2 separate regions of the Pan troglodytes genome follow, and region 1 is linked to region 2. A link is a contact called in public HiChIP or PLAC-seq data. All regions are on one chromosome and are shown on one strand. The core of a region is the stretch at or near the end of the contact, and the rest is flanking DNA. Distances in the headings are between cores, read along the strand shown. Region 1 holds the start of GEMIN8 (gem nuclear organelle associated protein 8). Region 2 holds the start of TRAPPC2 (trafficking protein particle complex subunit 2).

Region 1 (6,040 bases), core at 846-3,345, 300 kb before region 2:
AGACATTTGGCAATGTCTGAGGACATTTTTGGCTGTCACAACTGGGAGACAGTACTGGCATCTTGTGAGTAGAGACCAGAGATGCTACTAAAACTCCTACAATGCACAGGACAACCCCCAAAACACAGAATTATCCAACCCCAAATGTGAATAGTGCCAAGGTGGAGAAATCCTTAGAGGGAAAGGGCATGCCCTTGGCTTTCTCTTTCCCACTGGCTGAAAGGTGCAGTGGCGCACCATCTTGGACCATGTGGGCCAAGGCAAGAAACCAGGGAGGGTGGAGCTATGAGACAGGTGGAGCTGCCATACTCTGGACTCCTTACACCCAGACTGCCATGAGATAGAAATACACTTCTCAACAGTTTGAGCCACTCCTCTTCTGGGTCTCTGTGACGGCAGCCAACTAATATTCTATCTAATGCCATAGTATACCATATATATTGTATTTTTTCATTCATAGAACCAGGAATCGCTCTACCTGAACTATATCCACTCTAGGCCTGCATCCTTCTGCCTTTCCCAGGAACCCCCTGAGCTCTTTCTCCCTATCTTACCCCTCTCCATCTTTCTTTCCTGCCTCTCTAGATGCTGGCTTCTTCCTTGAGGTAGAGATTGCACCAGGCCCCATCTGACTTATCTGTCTCAATCCACACCTGACTTTTCCCACAAGACTTCACCCTCCTACCATCTCCTGCTTCTATCCATAGATATCTCATTTCCTCCCACATCCATTTTCTGAGGTGGAGGAATAATCTTTTCTAAAATAATCCCCCTCTATATACACATACTTTCTGGCCCTTACCCTGCTATACTGTCTTCATATAACTCACCACAACATACAATTCTATTTATCTGCTTATTGTTTATGTTCTACACAAAAGATTTAATTTTATGAGCCCCAAAACTGTATTGTTTACTACTGTGTATCCGGTAAATAGAATACCACGGTACAATAGAAATGCAATGCATGCCACATATATAATTTTAAATGTTCTAGTAGCCACACTAATAAAGTAAAAAGATAATTTTAGTCTTTAACCTCAATAGTCCTTCTCTAAGATGTTATCACTATAAAGAAATTGAGATATTTTACATTTTCTCATTCTTCTTCAAAATCTAGAGTGTAATTTACCCTTACAGTATATCTCAGTTCAGACTACTACAATTCAGGTTCTCAGGGCCACATGTAGTGGTTACAATGGACAGCGCTAACATAGAATACTTGGCACATAGCCGGCATCCAGTAAATATTTGTTAAAGTTAATATTCTTCTATACCATTTTAATTCTTCTGTAGTCCAGGAATAATACAGTAATGTCACGTCATTAATACCACCCAATTGACTTAGCCATTTCCTTGTTGGGCATTTAGGTCTTTTCCAATTTTCACTTTTTAAAATAATTCTGTAATAAACATCTATCTGGTTCGTACCTGTTTTTCCTTGGAATAAATTCCCAGAAAGTATTAAATATGGTAATTGCCCCAGAAATGATATGTCACGTAAGACTTCTAATTGTTTATGCTTGGTTCTTGTTAATGACTCTTGTGATGTTAACAGGGCAGGTATTGCTGTGATGGTTATAATTACAAACATATTAGTACTAATGTTTTGTCTGCTGCAATGCGTCAGGCACTCTGCATTAGGTTATGCATATCTTATAGATGAGACACACGAGGCTTGGGGAAGTTACAAACTTAGCACTGGACTCGCACTCAAACTGAGATCTGGGTTAATCTATTTTCAAAGACTGGGTGTTTTACGCTGGGACAAATTAAGAAACTAAAACTGTTTTAGTTAAGAAAGAAAACAGAAAGGAAGAAAGAAAAGGCTAAGTAAAGACAAGGGAAGGAAAACGAAGAAAGCTGAGGAAAGGACAAAAAGTTAAAGGCTGGAAACCCGGGCGGTGCAGAAGCGACCCTTATCTCGCCGGTGCAGAAGCACCGTCCGACCCCCGGCGCGGGTGCCCGCCACAGTCCCAGTGCCCCGCCCGGTGCAGCTCCCTCTCCGCCGGCCCCGCCACCCGCAGCCATCCCACGCCTGCCGCCCCGGCGCTCCACTCGGGGTAGCCGATTAGCAGGCAGCTTCCGGCCTCCAGCACTGCACCGCCTGCGGTGCGAACGTGACGTCCGCGACACAGGGGAGGACTTCCGGCGCGCCGCGCCACGCCACGTGTTCCGCACCGGAAGCGCGCTTCCAGTCGCCCCGGCAACAGCCGCCCCCCTCGCGTTCCCCACTCCCCCTCTGTCTCTCCAAGGAAAACTAGGCCCCTGCGCGGCCAACGCCCAGGATCCGCAAGCTGCGCGCCCACGAGGTGACTTCGGGGACGGCTGGGTTTCCTTTGGGGAGGGAGGGAGGAGCTTAGACGCCCCGGGCCCTGGCTTCTTCTGATGCGCAGAGAGCCGAGGTCTTGGACGTCACATTGCTCTCATAATTATCTTAATCCCGCGACAAAAGGTGGGGCCGGAGGCCCATGAGATTCTTAAATCATTGCAGGTTAATTGTGAGAGGGGACCAGTCCCAGAGGCTCTCAGCTCTGCAGTGCTTCCGAATCACTGGACGACTCTTTAAGAATTCTGATCCCCGGGCCCCCATCCCGGACCAATGAAATCAGAATCTCTAATAGTGGGGCCCTGGCATCGGTAGTTTTTAAAGCTGCCCAGGTGATTCTGGGGTGCCGAGAACCACCGTGTTAAGGTCTATAGGTGAATTCGGATTTTGCCCGTCCAGTCCAGTATCTGAATAGAAGATCGCCCAGGACAGCCACATACTTGAAGGATGTCTAGGATATTGCCCTCTCTGCTCAAAAATTCGGGTTTCTTTCTTTTCTCTTGCACTTTAGCCTCTGCAGGAGGTCAGCTTTTGGTGGGAGTTATCTTGAGACATCTGGCGCCTACAGTTTATGGGCCTTGTGTCTCTGCCCACTTATCAGTAATGAGCTGTAGTTGAACCAGTGGCCAACGAAGTGCATTTTAGCTCTGAAATCTTGATGTTTCCTTAGTACAGATCAGATGGTTCTGAACAATTTTATTTTTTTCAGGAATGATGTTTTTAAACTCGTTTGACAGGCTAGCCTGTGTATTCAGCTGTTTTTCATCTCAAATCAGAACAATATTACTTAAAAAATCTAGACTAAAGATTAGTAACGCAACACTTCTAGGATTATTTATGCTCACAGCCCCCATGAATTGTGGGATGAGAGCTACCCTTTAAAAATACTATTTTTGCTAGCATAATTTATCGGAATAACAGTCTCTTTGTAATTTCAATATGAACAGAAACCATATATTTTTAAAGACTGCTGGTTAGTAACTTGGAATAAGCATAACTGAAAGCAAGTTCACAGGTGTATAAATCCCCTCTGTGTGTTCATTGCTGTGCTGGGGAAGTATACAAACTAAAGTTCCAGAGAGAAATGTTCATTCTGAAACTGTTCTATAGATGGTGATTAATCATTTTGGGTTTTTTTTTAAAGGATAGGGTGAGATGAGAATGACGGGGGAAAGTTTTGAACAGTTAAGGCTAGAGTGTAAATTGGAGAGTTTGCAAAGTAGGTACAGAACTTTTTTTGAACAACTTCTCTACAAGAGGAAATTCAGCCACGGAACAGCTGGACACGTGAAAAAAGAATGTACTTGATCAAATATCAGATGAATTGAAAAGATCTTTGAAAACATAATGTATTTAAATATTTGCTTCCTGAAAAGATTTGGTGCTTTATAGTCAGTTTTTTGAGTTACTAGGTCCTCAGAGATTTTGGGGAGTAGATGCAGGAGGAGACAACGTTATCAGGAAACAACAGACAAGCTCAACAATTTCAGCAGCATCTAAGAGCATGAAATATTAGCTATTATTTTTATGCTGGAAGGAAAATAGGAAACTTAAAAGGAGTAGATTGTAGAATCCATGCCTACAGGTAACTGAGTAAGTGCCCAAGTAAATGAGGCATAGTGAGTGCCTATAAATTCAGAAAAGAGAGATTAACATGGAATTACCATGAATATGTTTATAGAAAAAAGTAAATCTGAAATAAGACGCCTGAAATGTACAAGCGATCTTAACTACTTTAAACTAGCCATGGTTTTTGCTGTTATGCTCTTAATTTGCAGAACCTGCCTATTCAACCCTTATTACCTTATAGTCACACTAGGTTTTGCTTATGAAGGACATGCTTGCTGTGAAACAAACTTATCTGTTTCCTCTTTTGAACTATGTTATCATTATGTCATTCTCAGTCGTCCCATTGCTTGTTGTGTTCCTGAGTCAGAGGGTAACTTTGTTCCTGGCCTCATATTTCACTTTTGATTCTGATATTAGTCACAAGGGGATTCAGAGAACTTGCAAATAAATCCATTCACAAATTCATCACACTTGCTGACAAATTAAACAATGCCCTTCTGTGGGTGGAATGTCATTTGTATGAAAAAAAGAATTGTTAACTGCATCCTTTCAGTCTTACTCCTTCCCCATGCTATGCCTTCTTTGTGACAGTACTTATTACAACATCCAGAAGAGGGTAAATTGGGGTTGGGGATTGAGGGAATGAAAAGAAAATAAAACTCAGTTTTTTGGCTCCCTTGCCTATCAGTTTTAACTGTAGCTATTATAGACGGGGAGGTGCAGGCTTTCTGAACACAGTGGCATGTGCACTTGAATAGGCCTGTGTCCTGCCCAAGATGGAGCTTGGATGTCTGCAGGTGGAAGAAGGCCATTTGGACTTGAGCCATCTTTGATGTCCAAATCACTAAGCAGAGACCATGCAAAGACACAGGAGGGAGGCCATGAGGGCATCAAGCCAGATGAGCTTGCCAGCCTCAGCAACCAGCCAGGGATGGGGGCAGGGCTGCCCAAGTAGGTGGGGCAGGGCTGCCCAAGTAGGTGGGGCAGGAAGCCCAGCCCTCAACAAAACCCTATTATATTCTTTGTCTTAGTGAGGAAGTTCTTACTGTTGTGTGTATTATTGGAAGACATCTTCTGTGATAGGGTTATTATTGCATGTACAGAGAGATTCCTTGGAACCGCATATGACTCAATCTATCTCACTCAGATTTCTCACCATACCTTCACTTATTTTGCTGCAGTGTCCAGCAGATCTCCTTGAAACAGTGTGTACTGAAGACCTAACTAAATCCTCCAAATTACCTGGTTGGTTCAGAGAACCAAATCACTGGAGCTTTGTAGGGAAGGTTTGAGTTTCAGGGCTTTAGCCAGAGTAACTTATTTAATGATTGGCTTTTAATGTGTTTCTGTGCAAAGATCAAAGCAGGTGAATTTTCATGTATTTTTAGAATTCTAGTAGAAAAGGAAGATAGGAAAATCTAGTTCAAGTATACATTCTAGTTTTTAGGGGAATTTGTGTTTTTATTTTACTTTTTTGGTTGCTACGATTTGTCCTATATTCTATATTTATAAGAACATAAATATGTAATTAAAAGAATATATTTGATGGCACTACCTGTCAACAAAGCCACTTATTTGTGAAATTTTTTGGTAACTTGATGGAAATAGTCAGCTTTTATCCATTGAAAACTACAAAGCTCTTATCTATTGTTCTTTATGTATATTTATGCATTAAAAATAGATCCTGCAGGATGAGCAGATGTACTGAAGTGTAAATCCGTTTTTTAAGAGAGGCTATATGGAAAAATATATCATTCAAGACTCAGTCTCTGCCTTGCCTGTAGGCCTCGTCAGTGTTTAGTGAATGACCTCAACCCTGTTTTTTTCCTTCCTTCTTTGGTGGTTGAGGACAGACAATGAATGGTCTCTGTACTCGCCTGGGCTCAGCTGGGTGGTGGCCATTATGCCATTGTGCTCACTGGAGAGGGCTGCCGGGTTTGTAGAGCTGCGGATCCCGGCCTTCCCTGACATTGCCAATCTCTTTTCTTTCAGCTCCACCAGCCCATTGGAGAAAAGTTACTGTTCAGTCCCTGAAGGCTTGTGCCATAAAAGAGTGGGAGACATTCCCAGGGAAGTGAGGAATGAAAGATCGAATTAAAGACCATTAAAGACCAAAGGGCATCTAAATCTGCAGCAACCATC
Region 2 (5,813 bases), core at 375-2,874:
CTTTCCCCAGCTTCCAAATGAAACGGGTGGTTAGCCAGATCCGCTTGCAGACTCATAACTTCACTTCCCTAGAAGCCCATTTCAGCAGCTTACGATTGGGATATTAAGTATAGGAAAAAATTCTGCCACTTCATCACACCTCTGTGGACTGTTGGAGAATATAACCAAAATATTCAACAACAGGGGACTGCTATATACATTACAAAAATATCCAAAGATAAGCCTGTTGCCACTGAAAATGAAGATTTCAAAAAACTTTTAAGGAAACAGGGAAATGCTCACCATATAATTTAAATTAAAAAAGGATACATACACAGGATATAGCTACATATTTTAAACGTAAAATATGCTTTTGAAATGCATATTTCAATGAAAACACGTTGAGCTAATCCTACTCCGGGCTGTTAATCCAAATATAAAGCATACTAATAGGTATTTTCTGCCCAAACTAAACATTCATACATTTCAATATAGTTTAAAGATGAAATTTTTCATTTCCCAAACTATTATTAAGAAGTACACTAGTATTTTCTATATGGTGTCAATGTCCTTCATCCAAATGTATTACAAACCCACTTATTAATTTAGGAACCTATAAGCCATATTTATAAAACAAGCCTAATCTTACTGTGTTCATTATATAAATATTTCCTTCTCCTATCTTATTGTCAGTTCAATTAATTATTTGAATATGCTCCTTTAAGACGACTCAAACTCAACATTTTCTCAAACATTTTCAAGAGACTGTAATGTTTCAGGATACAGAGTTATTCGGGAATATAAAAATGTAATTCACCAATACAATCTATGTATCATACGATTATTAAAACCTAAACCTTGATTGAATTTGAACTACCTGTTACAGGTTACACTTGTAAAAGTTGACACAGATACGCCTAAATCCGATACCTTGAGTGTATCCAGTATACCCCGATCCTTAAACGTCTGGTATAGCTTTTTGCGCAGTTCATCTTGACTCAACACATCAGCCACGGTGAACATGTTGGACTAAAAGACAAAATGGTTATAGGTTACCTGCGGGGCAGAGGGAACGTGAACGTCTGAAAACAGACCAGTGGCCTCCGGGGAAGCCATAAGAGGCCTAGCGGCGAAAGTTTAACGAACACAAAACAAGACTTTATTTCCGCCCGAGAAGGGGCAGGTGTGTCTACCTGCGCCATCATCAGGCGTCAGCTCCCTCCGGAGCCCGCCTCGCTCGCCCCGCCGCGGCCCGAGTTTAGTGCCCAGCCCGGGCGGTGGGGCCAAGACGAGGGGGAATCCCTGCCCTCAGAACCCTGCCTCTGTCCCGAGGGTTCGGGAGGAACAAAGGTGCTGAACGTTCTCTGCCTCGCACTCCCAACTAGGTTTCCTAGCAAACACGCGAGCTTCCTTTCTTCGCGGTTCTGAGGCAAGGGCGAGGACCCAGGCACGACTCAAAGGCGGCTGGAGGGCGGGGACCCAGACACTAGGGACTGAAGGCAGCGAGGCAGGACCGCCTCACAGCCAGTCCTGCAACTTCCGGAAACCTGCTAAATATAGCCTTCCCGAGCTGAAGAGCTACGGCGCATGAGCTTGGTTGCCCAGCACCGGCCGGAAGCTCCACCTACGTATCGCGAGAGCACATCCCAGGGTATCGCGAGAACTGCTTCGGCGTTCTGGCTACAGGTTCGGGGCGCGGGTCTCTTCCGCGGAAACTGACATTGCGTTTCCGTTGTCGGCCTCCCACTGCAGGTAGGGAATGGAGCAAGTGAGGCGGGGGGCGGGTGTTTTGAGTCCCTGGAGGACTTCGTAGCCCCTGCGTGACGCGGATGTTGGTCCTGTACCTCCACCCCTCCCCGGGGTGGCCGGGCCGGACCTGCCAGCCCTCCGCTGGCTCATCCGCGCAGCCGTTCCACCTGCAGACGTCCGCCCTCTCGGGGGCTGTGGTTTCGCGGTTCACTGGGTCATTCAGCTAACCCAGGGTTTCTTAACGGCTGCACTGTTGCCTTTTGGAGCCGGAAGATTCTTTGTTTTGGGAGGCTGTCCTGTGCATTGTAGGTTTAGCTGTATCCTTGCTCTCTATTTTGTCAGTATCACCTTCTCCCCCAAGTGTGACAACCAAAGATGTCTCCAGATATTGCCAGATGTCCTCTTGGAAGCAAGATCGCTCCGGGTTGAGATCCACAGAGCTAAACGTTTTAGAGTACCAACCATTGTGTGCTGTGAGGTAAAGGTGAGCCAGTCCTCATGATGCTTAAATGTAATTAGAAAGGAAAGGAACCAAACCTCTCAGAAGCGATAATGAAAATGTTACAGCCAGAGAATTGAACAAGAACTAAGATACATTGTAGACTGGATAAAGAGTTTAAAGGGGAGGTGGTTGAAGATGGAAGTGATCCAGATCATCTCTGTGGAAAAAGTGTGTCTTTATCGGGGCCTCGATGGGTAGGATTCGGGTGGTGAGCAAAAAGGAGAACATCACAGGAAGGGGAAAAATGAGCAAAGGAATCATTAAAAGAAAAAGAAAAAAAAAAGCCACGACCTTCTTGGGAGCAGTGAGGAATCTAGCCTGACTCCAGAGTTGTGTGCTGGGAATATAAGCCTTATATGGTATCTAAGTCCTGTGAGGACAGAATTGGATGTCAGCTTTGTGTACAGCATTGAAGATGAGTACGATGAGTTTTGATCTCTGGCTGTGAGAAACTTAAAGTATTTAAGAGGCAGTAAGAGTGACAGGACTTCATAGGAGGTGGAGAACCTGTAAGTTTTTGTTGGAAACAATGGAAAAGGAGGAGAGGCTTAGTTGGATTTTAAAGGATGGGTAGTGGTTGCAGACAGAATAAAGGAGAGCATTCCAGGCATGAAGAGAGAAATGATAGTAGCTCTGAACTCGATACAGTCAAAGTGAATTTGGGAGAAAAAATAAGTAAACGAGTCAACGCTAGCAGAGGTGGAACAATAGGGCTGAGAAAAGACACGTGGAGCAATGTGGGAATCTTGAATACTAGTACATGATCCTGTAGCTGAGATGCATCAAAGGCTTTTGAGTGGAATGATGAAAACAGTGTTCTAAAAAGATGTTGATATGTTGTAAATGTTGTTAAGTAGAATCACTTGTCCACTGTTTAAAAAAAAAAAATGTTCCTGAAGACCCCCTTACTCCCACCTCCACCTTTGGTCCCACAGTTGAATACATGAATATAATTAGATAAAATGTTCTCCAAAAACTAGCATAACTTCTAGGGGAGGGAGAATTGCTTATAATATTAATAGAAAAATGTCACATTAAAGACCTATCAGTAGTATTCCTACTGCCCCTCCTCATTGTAATAGACATGTCCCATGCCATACCAGTTTAGTCTCATGACCCCAGGTTTATGGAACAACTGAAATCACTGCTCTCGCGAGCACAGGGCAGTTTTTCTAGAAGCTCTTCTATAGAGGTTGTAAAGAGGCATGCTACAAAAATGGATGTCTTTGGAACTGGAGTCCATGAGTTTTATCTTGCATTTGTCTACAACTTAAGAGAAGAGACTTCCAAGTTCACTGAGCATCCTCCCACTCTGGCACTGTTGGTGTTCCACCCACCCCTTAGTTTCTAGTTTCCCAGTGACTTCAAATGAGCAGCCCTGGGCTTGGCCTATGGAACGGTTTGGAATAAGTCTGTGTAGTCCAGAGTCAGCAAATACTTGGCCCTCCTGTAGGTACTGCACTTCCCCAAATTCATAGCAGACATGGATAATTGATCACAGCATTCTTTCCTGGTGACCACATTTAGTCTCAGAATCTTTCTCAGCGCCAGTTCCTGGCAGTCACTACCAGTTGATTAGAATTCGCTTATGAAAGGAAACTCATTTGCCATCCCTAGCCAAGTCCCTTTTTCATTAGATAGCTTATCGTATTTAAAGATAGTACTGTGCTGTACCCCACTCCCTTTCCACCCCAAAAAGGTCTCCCCTACTCCGTTTAAACATCCTCTGTTACTTCAGTTGCTCTTGTCTGGTTTCCAGAGCATTTCCTAGCCTAGATCCTGCCCTCCCTTCCCCTGTAACACACAGAGTTATTGATCCTTTTACAATATGATTCCCAGAACTGAGTACCTTCCCCAAAGATGATAATATTATTGAAGAGGACATCAGCATTCTCCCTGACCTTGCTCTTAATGCCACCTAGAATTGATTAGCTTTTTTGACAAACCTATCAGACTTTTGCCTCTTACCGAGCTTGCAGAACTTTTGGGTTGATGTAGATGAACTGTTCTTAATCTAGGTTTCCCTTGTCCTTTTGTACAGTTGATTTTTAAGCCCAAGTACAGGGCTTGCTTTCTTATCCTCTTAACTTCTATCTTGTTAATTTCACCTTACTCTCCTAGCCATGGAGATCTTTTTTAATCCTAACTTCTGCCTTCTAATAAGTTAGCTGCCCTTGGTGTTATCTTTGAATGTGATAAGTTATCTTCATTCAAGTTATTGATTCAAATACTGAGCTAGACTAGGTTAAGGTCAACCTCAAAGCCTTACTAGAGACCCTGTGCCATAAATTGACACGGAGCACCCAGTGTTCTCCGAGTATTGACACTCAAGTCGGCTATGAGCCACCCCTCATTCAGCAAATAATGAGTGCTTTTTGGGTCCCTGGCACTGTTGTAGCTCTAGGGATACCATAGTGAATGAGACGAATGGTGTATCTGCTCTCATGGAGGGCAACATTCTAGCAAGACTGTATTTTCACTCAGGCTCCAGGACTCCAGTTTGTTCTTAGGTAGATACCAAAATATTTCGTAAAATGACTTTCTGTTTACCTACCGTATCTCCCTTCAGAAACAAAAAATGTAAATTTGGTATGACTTGTTCTAGTACAACCAGGAGTATATGAATGAATAATCTGTTTTTATCTAGGGATTCACATTAAATGAATTAATGTATAATAAAAGTGCCTGGCATGGCATCTGACTGAAAATAAACATTTAATACACGTTTCTGTTGGTGTTCTAGTCGCTCTGAATGTACCCTTTTATAGACTAGGAGATAAGCCTTTTTCCTGTTTCTGAAAATAGGAATAGCATTTAACCTAGCGGATGATATGGCATTTTTCTTGCAATTTCTCAAATGTCACTGATCAGCAGTTATGCAATCACATTTGTTAATCCAAGGTATATAATTTGTCAGGACCTGATGACTTGGATTTATTGAAATGTCTAGATGTTTTCTTTTTTTTTTAGTTATACTTTTAAGTTCTAGGGTACATGTGCACAACATGCAGGTTTGATACATAGGTATACATGTGCCATGTTGGTTTGCTGCACCCATTAACTCATCATTTACATTAGGTATTCCTCCTAATGCTATCCCTCCCCCAGCCCCCCACCCCCTGACAGGCCCCAGTGTGTGATATTCCCTGCCCTGTGTCCAAGTGATCTCATTGTTCAATTCCCACCTATGAGTGAGAACATGCAGTGTTTGCTTTTCTGTCCTTGTGATAGTTTGCTCAGAATGATGGTTTCCAGCTTCATCCATGTCCCTACAAAGGACATGAACTCATCCTTTTTTATGGCTGCATAGTATTCCATGGTGTATATGTGCCACATTTTCCTAATCCAGTCTATCATTGATGGACATTTGGGTTCATTCCAAGTCTTTGCTATTGTGAATAGTGCCACAATAAACATACGTGTGCTTGTGTCTTTATAGTAGCATGATTTGTAATCCTTTGGGTATATACCCAGCAATAAGTTTGCTGGGTCAAATGGTATTTCTACCTCTAGATCCTTGAGGAATCGCCACACTGTCTTCCACAATGACTGAACTAATTTACACTCCCACCAACAGTGTAAA

What was found. HiChIP or PLAC-seq counts read pairs in DNA pulled down with a chosen protein or histone mark.
Region 1: an H3K4me3 HiChIP or PLAC-seq map of stem cell-derived excitatory neurons shows a contact between it and region 2, with 5 times the contacts expected there. The contact joins the promoter of GEMIN8 here to the promoter of TRAPPC2 in region 2. A contact is called at or near these places in 1 of 7 Hi-C or Micro-C datasets (stem cell-derived neural progenitor cells) and 1 of 1 datasets of contacts at active chromatin or transcription factors (stem cell-derived excitatory neurons).

Annotation. Positions count from the first base shown.
Region 1 is chrX:14,602,515-14,608,554 of NHGRI_mPanTro3-v2.0_pri, reverse strand. It overlaps GEMIN8 (gem nuclear organelle associated protein 8), which reads left to right and starts at 2,095. Exons shown (of 10, transcript XR_010154858.1): 1 at 2,095-2,312.
Region 2 is chrX:14,306,895-14,312,707 of NHGRI_mPanTro3-v2.0_pri, reverse strand. It overlaps TRAPPC2 (trafficking protein particle complex subunit 2), which reads left to right and starts at 1,624. Exons shown (of 4, transcript XM_063804790.1): 1 at 1,624-1,731. OFD1 (OFD1 centriole and centriolar satellite protein) reads right to left here. Exons shown (of 25, transcript XR_008541921.2): 3 at 910-1,008.